Regions from separate parts of the Rattus norvegicus genome. Here region 1 is linked to region 2. The links are chromatin contacts, called in public Hi-C maps. All regions are on one chromosome and are shown on one strand. The core of a region is the stretch at or near the end of the contact, and the rest is flanking DNA. Distances in the headings are between cores, read along the strand shown.

Region 1 (3,398 bases), core at 413-2,912, 52 kb before region 2:
CTACACACAGACAGACACACAGAGCAATGAAAAAGGAAAGGCCTGGCTAGGTAGTGGAGATGTATGCCTTTAATCCCAGCATGCGGGAGGCAGAGGCAGGGAGATCTCTGTAAGTTCCAGGCTAGTCTGATCTACAGAGTGAGTTACAGGCTAGTCAGGGCTACACAGAGAAGCCCTATGTCCGAGAGAGAGAGAGAGAGAGAGAGAGAGAGAGGACAGAGAGAGAGAGAGAGACAGAGAGAGAGGGAGACAGAGAGAGACAGAGAGAGACAGAGAGAGACAGAGACAGAGAGACAGAGAGAGAGAGACAGAGAGAGAGACAGAGACAGAGAGAGACAGAGACAGAGAGAGACAGAGACAGAGAGAGACAGAGACAGAGAGAGACAGAGACAGAGAGAGAGACAGAGACAGAGAGAGACAGAGACAGAGAGACAGAGAGAGAGAGAGAGAACAAACAAAGTCTGTTAATATTTTTTTCGAAAGAACAAACTTTAACCTTAACCGTGGCTCTTACATCCCAGATCCAGAAGTCTGTCCTCCATTCAGGTAAATTGCAAACCTAGCAAGAGATATAGCCTCCATCTCTCCTGTTCCAGACCCTTAGGCCTGAAAGGGTTTCTCCTTCCTCAGCCTCTTCAAAAATTATTCACTAACCACAATCCCCTCAGTGACCATGTTCTGCTCCCAGAGTGGGAGCGCTTGCAGGGAAGTGGGCATGGGGATCCCAGGCCTCTCTCCAGGGCAGCTTCCAGAAGGTTCACCCAGCAAGGCCTCACATCTGGAACCATTTCAGGCAGGAGATGCAGGGAACCAAAGAGCTGCCCCTCCTTTGATGTTGGGGCTATGGAAAAAGGTCATGCCCTTTGGGGGGGAGGTCACAATGCATGGACTGTGTCCCTCCTGAAGCTAGGGAAGGCAGAATTAGAAAAGCAGGCTGAGACAGGGCTGGAGACTGGGTTGGGGGCAGGGCCTCCAGCCCATGAAGACACAGGCAAATGCAGAAGGATGTAGGTGGCCAGCACTGTTCTCCTCGGGAGGAAGGTATCCATGTTTCCTCTTGCTAAGTAAGCCTCAGTTCCTGGTTACTAAAACAGGGAAGATCTGTGGAGAGATTTTTTTTCTGTTTGATTGGTGGGTTTGGTTTTTGCAACAAGGTTTCTCGGTGTAACTGTCTGACCTAGAACACTGCACACTGGGCTGGCCTCAAACTCAAATCCATCTGCCTCTGACTCCTCTGTGCTAGGACTAAAGGTGTATGCCACCACACCCTCCTTTGTTTTATTCTGTAAAGAAATGTTCTTGCTGTGTTGCTGTGTAGTCCAGGCTGGCTTGGAATTCACTATGTAGTCCAGGACAGATTCAAACTCATGACAATTCTTCTGTCTCAGACTTTTGAGAACTAGGATTACAGATATGAGCCACTACACTTGTTCAAAGACGATGCTCCCAGGCAGGGTATGGCTCGTGACTTGGGAGTCCAGTATTGGGAGGTGGAGGCAGGAGATCAGGAAGGCGTTCAGGCCATCCTTGGCTAGAGAGTGTGCCGGAGGGGGGCGAGGCGGCGGCGGCGTGGGGGAGGGGGACAGTAAAATAGTCAATGGTAAAAGTACTTACCACCAATCTTGACAAGTTTAATTCCCAGAATCCACATGGTGAACGGAGAGGACTGACTCCTGCAAGTTGTTCCGTAACCTTTACATATGTACAATACACGAATGTGTACATAGAAAGAAATACATTTTGAAGATGATGTTTCCACACAGAGCCAGCCCATCCCAGTAAAACTCAGGACGAAACAGCAACTGCTACTATTGTCATTACTACCAATATTTTCTTTAAAAAAAAAAAAAAAGAGGGGTTGGGGATTTAGCTCAGTGGTAGAGCTCTTGCCTAGCAAGCGGAAGGCCCTGGGTTCGGTCCCCAGCTCCGAAAAAAAGGGGGGGAAAAAGACTTATCTATTTATTTTATTTATGTAGATGAGTACACTGTTGCTGTCTTCAGACACACCAGAAGAGAATATGGGATCCCATTACAGATGGTTATGTGGTCATGTGGGTGCTGGGAATTGAACTAAGAACCTCTGGAAGAGCAGTCAGTGCTCTTAACCTCTGAGCCATCTCTCCAACTCAACATTTTCTTTAAAACAAACAAACAAAGAAACCCAAACCTGTTTCTACCCCAAAGCTGCCATTCAGCTGTGGAGTCTAGAACACACTGGCATCAATGTGGAACCAAATATTGACCCATGGAGGAGGGCAGGATGGGAGGGCAGGCTGGATAGTTGAGATGAATTCCCACAGGAAGCAGAGAAGCTGCCCTTCAGACATGAGAGAGCCTGACAAAATAAGAGTGTGGGCTGGGGAGAAGGTGTTCCAGGGAGCAGACAAGCTTAACTAAGCCCTGGAGACAGAAGGGTGCCCTACAGGGCTGGCGGGGTGGGAGGTGGGGGTGGCGAGAGGGGGAAGCTATTGGTGTAAGGCACCAGGCCTAGCAGGGGAGGGGAAGAGCTCCAGTGAACCTGACTTAACTGGGGCGTTGAATGCAGCGGAGCCTAACGGCCCCTTCTAGGGTAGGACTCTGCCCTGAGGACTTCCCAGTCCATGCTCCCAGGACCCACAGGGGCACCCACTCCCACCTAGTCCCCCTATCCGGCTCGAAGAAATCAGGTGGCTGTTCCCTCATTTATTCTCCCCCCCCCCTTTTTTTCAGGAGACGATAATTATTCAGATCAGCCTGGTGATTTACTCGGCAATCAGAGCCGCTCGATGCGGTGGCCGCGGAGCCGAGACAGACTAGCATCGCCAAGGAGGATGAGACCGGGGGGCTCAGCCCCCTCCCTCCCCCTCGCCCGCCCGGCCTTTGTTCTCTTCGAGGTCTGCACCGGCGCTGCTGGCCCACAGTGTATGCGCCCAGCCGCTTGGACACAGCAGCGACCTCAGGGGCTGGAGAGCAAGTGTCCACACGCGTGTGCCTCGGGGAGGGACGTATGGGGGCACGTGCTGGATGAGCATGCTTGTATGTATAAAGGGAAGGCGATGGGGTATACCTGTGTATACCGCTGTCAGGTGTGCAATCGGGACTTGTACACCTGTTTGCCTACCAGGGCCTGGGCACAGCTGTCACTGCTGGCTCATTTAAAAGTGTGATGGACGGGTGACCAAATGGAAGTATTTTAGAAACATAGAGGGCAGGTTGAGGCTCCTGTGATGGCAACCGTCTGATAGACCCATGGATGGGGCCAGGCAAGGTTCTAGCATTTTCTGACTGCTTGTGCTCGGAACAAGCAGGCCCCAGGGGTGATTACCTCAGAGCCTCGGTCAGTAGTGGGGCCCAGGGGTCACATGACAGGGGTGCGGACCTGTTCAAAGACCGGTGGGTGTACACACGTGTTCAAAGGC
Region 2 (3,537 bases), core at 177-2,676:
GGCAGTTGTTGCTGTGATTTCTCTGAGACTACCCCTTAGCCTGCAGTTCTAGGTGGTCCTTTCAGGACCTCAGTTTCTCCACTTGTCCTTCCAGCTTTCACACTCATGGAGTGGGTGACTAGGATGATCTCACTGAAGGGAGGACCCCTCCCACATGGGTCAGTCCATGGGGGGGCAGGCGACAGTGCCCAACCAACATTTTCACCAGGCTGGGCAGGCAGCGCCAGGCAGGCGGGAGCTGGTCAGGTTTTTAATTGAACGCGATGCAAATGAAATGTAAATACCATGCAAATAAGCTCTTGCCAGGAGGTGCTGGGCTGAGAGTAGAGGGAGCAGGGAGGGGACTGCTGAGCCGGGATCCCTTCTTCGGGGGTAGGGGTCTCGTTCCTTTGACTGTCCACCCTCCCACCTCCAGTGTTGACCATCCGGCCTGGTCATTTCAGAAGGCAACAGAAATACTTTGTCCCCCTGCAGCTCCCTCCAGACTCACTCCCTAACCCTGTTTCTCTTGGTGGTGATAGTGGTGTGCTCTAAGGAGAAGCAAGGGACCTCGTGGGTAGGGTGAGGTTGACACAGTCACATACAGTCATACGGTAAGACACAACCAATAAAACAGACAAGCATGTGGAAACCATTCCCTCCCCAGGCCCTACAACCCTGAGGCTCACTTGGACACTGACAGTCATACATAAATATACTCAAGTGCACATTTAGTCACACGCAGTGACAAACCCCGTCACAGAGGCAAGTATGTACGCACACACTGCCATGTCATGAGGACTGCAAACGGAAGTCCCTGTGCTGGCTGGAGGGAGCTGGGTGTGGGGGTGTAGGAGAGACACCCTGTGTGGTCAGAGCCTGGTGGCCTGAGGACGGCCAGACAGCCAGTAGGGGGATTTTCAGGGTGGCCTGGGCTCTTTGCCCAGCCCCCATCCCAACTCATGACCAAACCCCAGAACTCACGGTCATGAGATCCCAGGTGCTAGATGTGGAGTTTCTCTATGGCCCCACAGCCTCTACTTCTGAGACAGCCATCTTTTAGGGAAGTCAGGCCCAGGATGACAGGGTCACCTTCCCAAGGGCTAGGGGATGTGGTGTAGAGGAAGTGGGGATTAGGGGTGGGGATAAGCAGTGTGGCAAAGCTATTCACCCTTCACTTCTGAGGGTGGTCCCATCCCCCTTTCCGAGGTGACTCACGACCTACATTTAACTCTCATTAGCGCTTCTAAGCCCAGCTGGAGGGACAACCGCCAACTTCCCCCAGCAGACAGGGAGCTCTGGGTGGGCCGCCCTCGCAGCCTCAGTTTCCCCCTAGGGGCCTGGCCCAGGGACAAGAACTGCGTGGGAAGCAGTGCTCACAGTCCCTTTGGCCTTGGCAAGGGCTGTCCTCCAAACCAAGGAATGAGGCACTGGGTGTGGCCTCTTCCAGGAACCACCCTCCCCAGACCCTTCCGGAGGCGTTGCTGCTTCATACAGCCCTAGCCTAGAGCTTGGCCCAGAGGCCACGACGGGAAGAAGAGGAGGAGGTGGCGGCAGCCTCAGTCCCAAGGGGCCGAAGTTACTGGGGATCTCGCTGCCAGTGCTTCTCCGACACCCAGCTGTATGCAGGCCAGGAAAGGGTAGACTGAAACTGGCCGGGAATCCATGGGAGCCCCGGCCTCAGTGGCTCCCAGTGCACCCGGCACCGTGCGAGGGCCGGCCACCTCGGGAGGCCCAGTTGCACTCGCCTCGTCGCCGCCCTCCCCCTCCACGGTTCTGTGGGAAGAAGGCAGCTGGGGCGGGGGTGGCCGCGGGAGCGTCTTGCCCGTGTGATCGTGCCGAGCGGGGAACTCGGGGCCATGTGGGAAAGACATTAGTGCCGGCCGCCCTGCCAGCCAGGAATGCGCCCCCCGCTCCGCAGTCGCCGCCTGCCTGGCCCAGAAATGGTGACTCACACGCTCCGCGTTCCCACCCCCTCGGCGCGCACCCTGAACAGCCCACCAAAGGCCTGGCCAACGCTCTCAGCCTCCTTGCCTCGGATGCTGCGGGCCGGCTACCTGCCTCGCCCAGCTTCCACTGTGCCAGGGTCGGGGAAATCAGGAGCCACAAAGTTCCTCCAGGGCGTCCTGGGACGCACACGCCTCCCCCTCCACACAGGCTTGCCTGTTCTGGGCTTGCTCGGAATAGCCACCCCCTAGGGACTTATTACCCAGGGCTGCCTCTCTCACGGCGGAAACATTCACCCGGGATCCCCACATTCAGCACAAAGCCAGGAACACAGGGTAGATTAATAACCAGGAGCCAGTGCAACATCAGGAAACAGGATCCTTGCGTGGGAGGACTGTCCCAGATCGACCTACCTCAACCTCATAATGCATGACTGTGGACCCTTACTCCCTTGCTCTATCCCAGCTTTGATCAACCCGTAGTAACCATTCCCTGTAGCCTATCGTGGAAGGCCTTAGTCCTCGGCTAGGAGCCAGCCGCTGAGAACTATCTTGATGATTTGGGTGATACAAGTAATCAAAGCTATTTAACAAACTATGTGACCTTACTCCTGGCTAGCTCAAGACAAGTATGTATGCATATATGTATGTGTGCAAGCATGTATGCGCGTGGTTTTGTAGATTCGGTGACTCTTGTAACCCAGGCTGGCCTGTGACTAGCAGAGAATGTCCTTGAATTTCTTAATCTTCTTGCCTCCACCTCCTCTGGAGTGCTGGGTTTACAGACTAAGGTTGGTTGGGGACTCGATGCAGGGTTTCCCAGTCACTAACATGCACTCTCCCAACTGAGCTGCATCTCACGCCCGGCTCTCGTTTTGTTTTTCAGACAGGCTGGCCTGGAGTTGCGTGATCCTCCCCAGAGCTGTGGGGACCATGTTGCTCTCACCTCTTTCACAGATGAAGAAACACGAGAACTCTAGGAAGAGAACCTGGGTCCGTATTCAGGGCTGTGAACACCCATGCCCTCCATGTGTAGATAGGATGCAGGAGCGCCCTGTTTCCCCACCTGCTGGACCTGTAAGACCAAACCGGGTCCCTTTGCCTCTGCTACCCTCTTCAGAAACCCTCAACCAGCCGCCACCCAAGGCCACCTCTCATAACTTTTAATAAGAGGTAATAGCACCAAGCAGCAGGCATCAGCTTCATTTTTAATTATCTAATTTACATTTAATCTTCTCCATCAATGTGAAGCAGTTTATTAATGTTTTACCTAAGAGCACCCTTCCACGGTCTAAAAACGCATTCACAAAACTACTGGGCATTGGCTCCCTTGGAAAGAATGCTCTAGTTCAGAGTGGATTCCAGCCTGGGTCTCGGGCCACAACAGTTAACAACCAACAGTTAGTTCCTTGCCCTAGAATAGACACCCCAGAATCCTTTCAAAACATGTCTCAGGGGCTGGGGATTTAGCTCAGTGGTAGAGCGCTTACCTAGGAAGCGCAAGGCCCTGGGTTCGGTCCCCAGCTCCGAAAAAAAGAACCAAAAAAAAAAACATGTTTCTTCCCCGCCAGCTGCCTCCAGAAATCCAGATTGTGTGCCATGTTTACAGGAC

The links. Hi-C and Micro-C count contacts between places; a contact is called where the count stands out from the background.
Region 1: a Hi-C map of kidney shows a contact between it and region 2, with 2.2 times the contacts expected there. The contact joins two enhancer-like sites. A contact is called at or near these places in 7 of 12 Hi-C or Micro-C datasets (the A7r5 cell line, the Rat2 cell line, Schwann cells and 4 more) and 1 of 1 datasets of contacts at active chromatin or transcription factors (oligodendrocytes).

What each region holds. Positions count from the first base shown.
Region 1 is chr18:27,795,240-27,798,637 of GRCr8, reverse strand. LOC134483007 (a long non-coding RNA gene) reads left to right here. Exons shown (of 3, transcript XR_010059801.1): 3 at 2,710-2,935. Among named protein-coding and RNA genes, the nearest start is that of Psd2, 43 kb to the left of the region's middle. Within about 2 kb of position 1,662, at least 11 of the 93 cell types and tissues checked have an H3K27ac peak or open chromatin away from gene starts, as enhancers often do. A contact at or near this core is called in kidney, where this site is marked.
Region 2 is chr18:27,743,325-27,746,861 of GRCr8, reverse strand. No RefSeq gene overlaps it. Among named protein-coding and RNA genes, the nearest start is that of Cxxc5, 16 kb to the right of the region's middle. Within about 2 kb of position 1,426, at least 72 of the 93 cell types and tissues checked have an H3K27ac peak or open chromatin away from gene starts, as enhancers often do. A contact at or near this core is called in kidney, where this site is marked.